Regions from separate parts of the Mus musculus genome. Here region 1 is linked to region 2. The links are chromatin contacts, called in public HiChIP or PLAC-seq maps. All regions are on one chromosome and are shown on one strand. Each heading gives the region's core, a stretch centred on a gene start, on an enhancer-like site or on the middle of the called end of the contact. The rest is flanking DNA. Distances are from core to core; before and after follow the strand shown.

Region 1 (3,129 bases), core at 496-2,995, 130 kb after region 2:
CATGAAAGCCAGTGTCTGCCTGTGCTCCTGGAGGGATGGACCGCTCACGACCTCTCAGGAAGTTCAATGTCAGAAACTGAGATGCTGCAGCTCTGCTCTGAGGTCCTGGCTTCCCACCCTAAGCAACCCCACAGCTGACCCAGCCTGACCAAGCCTGACCCAGCACAGAGGGCCAAAATTCCTGCCACATGGTCTCTGCACTCAAACCTCGTAGGAGGGTGAGCCGCACAGGTCTCATCTGGCTCAGTGATTCAGCTACAGTCACCCAGCCCAGGGGCAGCAAACAACGACTTCAGGCAGCTGCTGCACCCTGAGGGTCTGGCAAGTCCCTGACAGCTATTTCTAACTCCCAAGTGCGTCCCCCTTTGATGACAGCTACTTCTGGACACAGAGACAGAACATGGGTGAAGCCTGAGACCACCCTTCCTTTCCTCTGAGGCTGGGAACAGCCGCTTCTCCCAGAGGACTCAGAGGTCAGAGCAGCCTGAGAAGCAGGCCATGGGTTCGAATGTTTCTCTGGTAGCCATGGCCTGGAGCTGAGGCTGCAGCTCAGCAGATGTTTCAGACAGCTGCAGTTGCTTCTAACACACCAGAGGCCCCCAGCCAGGAGGACCGGTGGAGAATGGATCTGCCTCTGCCATTGATCAGTACCTGAATAATACATCAAGGGCCTCTGACTTTAGCACAAAAGCCTGGCAGGTCGGTCTCTGCAACCAAACTCCCTTGGGACCAGCCATGCCAGTGGCTATACCACTGGGCAGATTCTCAAATCAAGAGATGAATGGCAATTATATCTTCAGCCCCTGTGCCCTGTGCCCTGGGGTTAGGCCCTCACCCCTACCAATGGCTGTCTCCTGGGAAGACAAGCTGCCCCTGCCCCTTGAGGTCAGTCACTAACAGCGCCATGATCTCTCTCACTTCGCCTTTTCCAGAGCATCGTGCTGTTAGAATCATGCACAGAGCTTTTCCAGGCTGGGCTTCTCAACTTTTTTTTTTCTTTTTTTAAACATACATAAGTTTTTTTTAAAGGGGGAAACTTTGTGTCACCCTCACAGGTGGGATCTCAGATTTCCCTGCTAAAACTACGAGGAAGTCACATGGATATCAGCAAGAATGGAGAATTCTCGATTCAGCAAAAGTCATGACAAAACTAGCAAAGATGCCCAAATTGACTTTTCTCAGGCTTCTGGAAATCCAGCACAGATCTGCAAAATTCCAGGGAGAGAGTGACTGTGGAGCGCCTGGCAGCATTTTAACCGGATGCATTTCCATAGCTTTCTCATCACCCAGCCTAGAGTCAGCAGCCGGGCCTCTCCCTGAGGGGACAGTGCCTCATCACCAGGAAACTGTAGTTACTCTGTCCTGGAGTGACTCTACTTGCAAGGTTGCCTTCATTTGACCTAATGTGGAAGATTTTGTTTTGTTTTTTTGTTTTGTTTTGTTTTGTTTTGAAACGGTAAGACGTTACGGATTCACCCGCTGGATTCCGGTGAACCACATTTTGAACAAACTATGAGCTAACCAAAAAGCCTAGGAGAAAGCCCAGGAAGAGAAGCTCCATGAAGCAGGCGGAGAGCAGGGGAAGACAGCAGCCACCAAACTGTTCATGGAGACACTTCAAATTCCAGCAGGTTCCTCATGGCTGTGTGCTGACAGAGGGTGCATGCTCAGAAGAGACCCAAGAAGGCCCTGGGCTCTCACTTCTTCCTCTCCACAAAAATGTAAACAGCAGGAAGTGACAACTGAGAGAGAGCCAACCACTTCCTGGTAAAGTACTAAAGGTGCATTTAACATAGACAGACACCCTGTCTCTGGAGGGGAGGGGTAATTCCAGGCATTTCAGCTCACTGCCCCATCATCGACTTGTAAGCAGCAGTATTGCAGGATCCAATGAGAAAAGCATACTACAAGATGTCAATAGACTCGAGGGTAAGAAAAGCTGGGGTGGGGGTTCCCTCACCACACAAGAAAACTCCTGGAGGCTGGAGAAATGGCTCAGTACAGAGAGCTTGCTGCGCTTGCAGAGAATCTGGGTTTAGTCCCTAACATCTGCATGGTGGCTCCCAACCCCTGGAACAGAGTTCCCGGATGCCTGATACTGTCTGGCCCCCACAGGTTCCTGTGCACCCTTGGTGTACATAAGCAAATGCAGGCTCACATGCATGCACATAAAAAATAATCACAGATAAGTATTAAGAAAAAAAAGATAACACCTGGCAAAATTGGCATGTTTTCATGATAATAGTACGGAGCAAACAGGAGTGGAACCAGTTGCATGATCCTCTCTGTAGACGCAGCAAGCTCCCCGTAGCATCCACACGCTCTCTCGGTAAGACCACTCAGCAAGCTACAGCTAGAGTAGAACCTGCCCACATGGGTCAGAGGTACCTGTGAAATTCTCTCAGCTGAAATCCTACTTAATGACAGGAGACAGTTGGTTCTCCTCTCCCAGCAGGTACAAAGCAGAAGTGTCTAGTCGCTTTTCCTATTGTACTGGACATTCAAAGCCCGAAGCTGGGTCACTCACTGAGTACCAGGGCTGTTCTCCAGAGACTATCACTTGGAATCAATCACAGAACAATCTGAGCCAGGGACTGCGCATCCTTAATTCTACAGCCCGAGACAGTGGGGGACTCACCAAGAGCACCTGTGGGGCCTGGAGAGATGAGCGCAAGTCACTCTTGTAGAGGGAGGACCTGGGTTCAATTCTCAGCACCCACGTGTCAGCTTATAACTCCCTGCAACTCCAGTTCTTGGGGATCTAACACCCTCTTCTGGCCTCTGTGAGCACCAGACATACACATGGGACATTTACATATGTGCAGGCAACCGCTGATATGCATAACTAATTCATAAATCTTTTATTAAAAGGAGTCCCTGCTGGTCAGAGACCTACAGGCAGAGGCAGACTGGTGACCCTTTCTCTGTGCCTAAGCCTAGTGCTGGATGCTCCTACCAGTGATGTCACTGGATGCTCACATCAGTGATGTCACTGGATGCTCCTATCAGTGATGTCACTGGATGCTCCTATCAGTGATGTCACTGGATGCTCCTGTCAGTGATGTCACTGGATGCTCCTGCCAGTGATGTCACTGGATGCTCCTATCAGTGATGTCACTGGATGCTCCT
Region 2 (2,949 bases), core at 207-2,706:
GCTAGCAAAGAGTGGGGGGCAAGCCGGACAAAAAGCAAAGCTTCTGTCTTCCGTGTCCTTTTCTGTGCGCAGCCACCAGAAGGTGTGACCCAGATTGGAATAGGTCTTCCTGCTTCAAATAATCTGATTTTAAAAGCGCCCCCCACGGGCATGCTTAACATCTTGGGGTTCAGCTAATTCCAGATGTGGTCAAGTTGACAACCAAGATGAGCCATCACAGGCTTTGAAGCCAGTGTACCAGTGGTCCAGACCCTGGTGTACCTCAGCCCGAGTGTGAACTAGAGCCTGCCACAACCCTAGGGCTCAGTTTCCTCACAGTAGGGTAAGAACACATGACACACTGTGAGGCTGAGACAAAATATTCAAAAGAAGTGCCAAGCACAGGGTGAACTTGCAGAAAACAGTAGCCTCGAGATTAATTAGTATTGCTTTTGAAATGTTGTATGTGTGTGTATACACATGTACATATGTGTATGTATATGTTTGGTTGAAGAGGACTTCTTGTAGCCAATACTGGCCTCAAAGTTGATATATAGCAGGGGATTTACCTTAAAATTCTGATCCTCCTGCCTCCACCTCCAGAGGGCTAGGGTTACAGGCATGTGACCTTGGGCCTCTAATCCTCTTGCCTCCACCTCCCACCTCTGGGGTTACAGGCCTGCTCTTGTGAGGTGCTGAGGAGAAAACCATGTCTTCTTGAGACTGGACAAGCACTTCATAGCCTCATTGCTGAAATGCTATCAGCAGCTAAGAGTGCCATCAATTGCTCCTAGTGTCCCTGAACAGCGCCGGCCCATTCTTCTCCCTCTACAGATCGCAGTGGGGTGGAATCTCCTAGTGTCCGAGCCTCAACCCATTTTTAGAAGACGCATTCAGGCTTCTGAGTCCTTGGAACTTTGAGCTCCATCTGGGGCTGTCAGGCACCCCTGAGCCCAGCCCACAACCCCATGACTCACCTCTGTTGTCTGGGGAAACCAATCAGCCCAGAAGACAGTCCCGACTCCCCCGGGATCCCCAGCTGCTGCTCCTGGCATGAACAGTGCCACCCGCCACCCCATGCCTGCCAGACACTTGGGCAGGGTGCCAGACCTGACTGCCAGTCCCGCCTGGATGGCAGCAGACAGCATCCCCCCCCCCGCCCCCCGTGTGTGTGTGTGTGTGTGTGTGAGTGTGTGTGTGTGTGTGTGTGTGTGTGTGTGTGTGTGTGTGTGTGTGTGTGTGTATGTGTGTACGCTTTTGCATGCAGCTTATTCTCCCTTCTCGGGGCTGGGTTGTTTTGCTCTGGGCTTCAAATTCATTTTTAGATTCCAGCCTCCTTCCTCCCCTCCATCTCCCGATTCTATTCTTAGAAAGGGAACGGGGCTATGCTTGGGCGTCGCAGTGAAGTAGACAGAAGTTTGCCCACGTGCTCCGGCCGCCTGAGATAGACTTAATTAAAAAAGAGACTTTGAGCGGCAGGTTCACTGGCCGGAAACGCAGCTGGCTGCGGAGGCTGCCACTGCCTGGGGTGCCCATGGCTAGAGACAGCTCAGCGGTGGATGCATGCTCTGGCTGCCCCGCCTCCCCCTCCCCCTCCCCGCCCCCCCACCCCCACCCCCCAGGGCCCAGGCGGGATGCTCCTGGAGTCCGCAGCCCGCCTGATGGGTTATTGGTTAAATATGAACTCTCCAAGCGTGTTGGCTGCTGAAAGATTTTTTCTTTTAATTAGATAAATAAATTTTAAAGGCTATGGGAGCAGGGCTTCCTCCAGAAACCAGAGCCAGCGAAATAAGCTTTGTCTGCTCAAAGGAAGCTGACCTTCCTCAAGACCAGTCTAGGATCTCTCCGGAGGAAAGGCAGGGAGAGGAGAGAAGAAGGGAGGAGGTGGCAGAGAGCAAGAGGAAGGAGAAGGGGGGTTGAGAGCCTCGGGGTCCCAGAGTGAGTGATTATCTGGAAAGAAAGGCAGCTAGTAAGAGGACCAGAACCTGAAGGAGGAACCAGACCAGTAGGTTAAAATCCTAGCTCCGTGCATCCCAGCTGTGTGACCTCAGGCAAGAGGCTTAACTTCTCTGAGCTTCTTTTGTCTTATGTACAAAACAATACGTTTTGTTTTTTAAGCTCCCACTTTAGCAGCCCCTGGACAAGACAGGAAATATTAATTAATCTAAGTTCATCGTGATAATAAAGGTCCCACTATAGAGAAAAGAGGAAACGGAAGGCAAGAGCTTTAGTATGTGGAAGAACAAGCCTGGAAGAGCGAGGCTGGCCAGCTGCATTGTGGGCTTTAAGTGGCCAAAGAGGTTCTGCCTGGACACTTGGGCACTCTGGGGTCACTGTGCCAAAAGAAACAGGAGCTGGAGTTATTCCTGGGCAGGCGTTTGGGCACCCAGACTCAGCTGGGCCCTGTCCATGTGACCCAGCCCAGGAGCCAGGTATGTGATTGAATGACTTTCCAGAAGATTCTTGCTCCGTGTCGGGTTTCTGATCCGTAGAACTGTTACGGAATGAAATAGCTGTTGGATGTTAGTACCCAGCAATAAATCGTAGAAGAAACAGGTGTGTTGGACAGCGTTATGTTGCTGTGACGAAACACCTGAGGCAAACACTTTAAAAGCAGGAAAGGTTTGTGTGGTTGGTAGTTTTCATTGAGGCCAGTCTCAGCTGCTCAGCTGTATTGGTTTGCCTCTGGGATGTCGTGGCACTCAGAGTGTGAACCAATATCCCCAAGGCCAGGCCCCTGAGTGGACTCACTTCCTGTTAGGCCCACTGTCCCCATCCCAGCAGCCCCACAGGCTGGAGGCCATGCTGTAGAGATAGATGATCTTAGGCAGGTTGGCATCCTCACCCAGGGGATAGCCTCCCTTTGATTTCCCAGGATAGTGATCCAGTCTTACTGATTATTAGAAATCACAGAGCCATTAGTATAATGTAAACAATCACTTTTAAGTTCACCATTCAGTAACTTTCCAT

What was found. HiChIP or PLAC-seq counts read pairs in DNA pulled down with a chosen protein or histone mark.
Region 1: a contact with region 2 is called in an H3K27ac HiChIP or PLAC-seq map of regulatory T cell precursor, with 3 times the contacts expected there. The contact joins two enhancer-like sites. A contact is called at or near these places in 5 of 115 datasets of contacts at active chromatin or transcription factors (double positive thymocytes, embryonic midbrain, fibro-adipogenic progenitors and 2 more).

The regions. Positions count from the first base shown.
Region 1 is chr2:173,435,051-173,438,179 of GRCm38.p6, forward strand. No RefSeq gene overlaps it. Among named protein-coding and RNA genes, the nearest start is that of Gm14642, 42 kb to the left of the region's middle. Within about 2 kb of position 1,746, at least 68 of the 459 cell types and tissues checked have an H3K27ac peak or open chromatin away from gene starts, as enhancers often do. A contact at or near this core is called in regulatory T cell precursor, where this site is marked.
Region 2 is chr2:173,306,310-173,309,258 of GRCm38.p6, forward strand. No RefSeq gene overlaps it. Among named protein-coding and RNA genes, the nearest start is that of Gm36859, 16 kb to the left of the region's middle. Within about 2 kb of position 1,457, at least 147 of the 459 cell types and tissues checked have an H3K27ac peak or open chromatin away from gene starts, as enhancers often do. A contact at or near this core is called in regulatory T cell precursor, where this site is marked.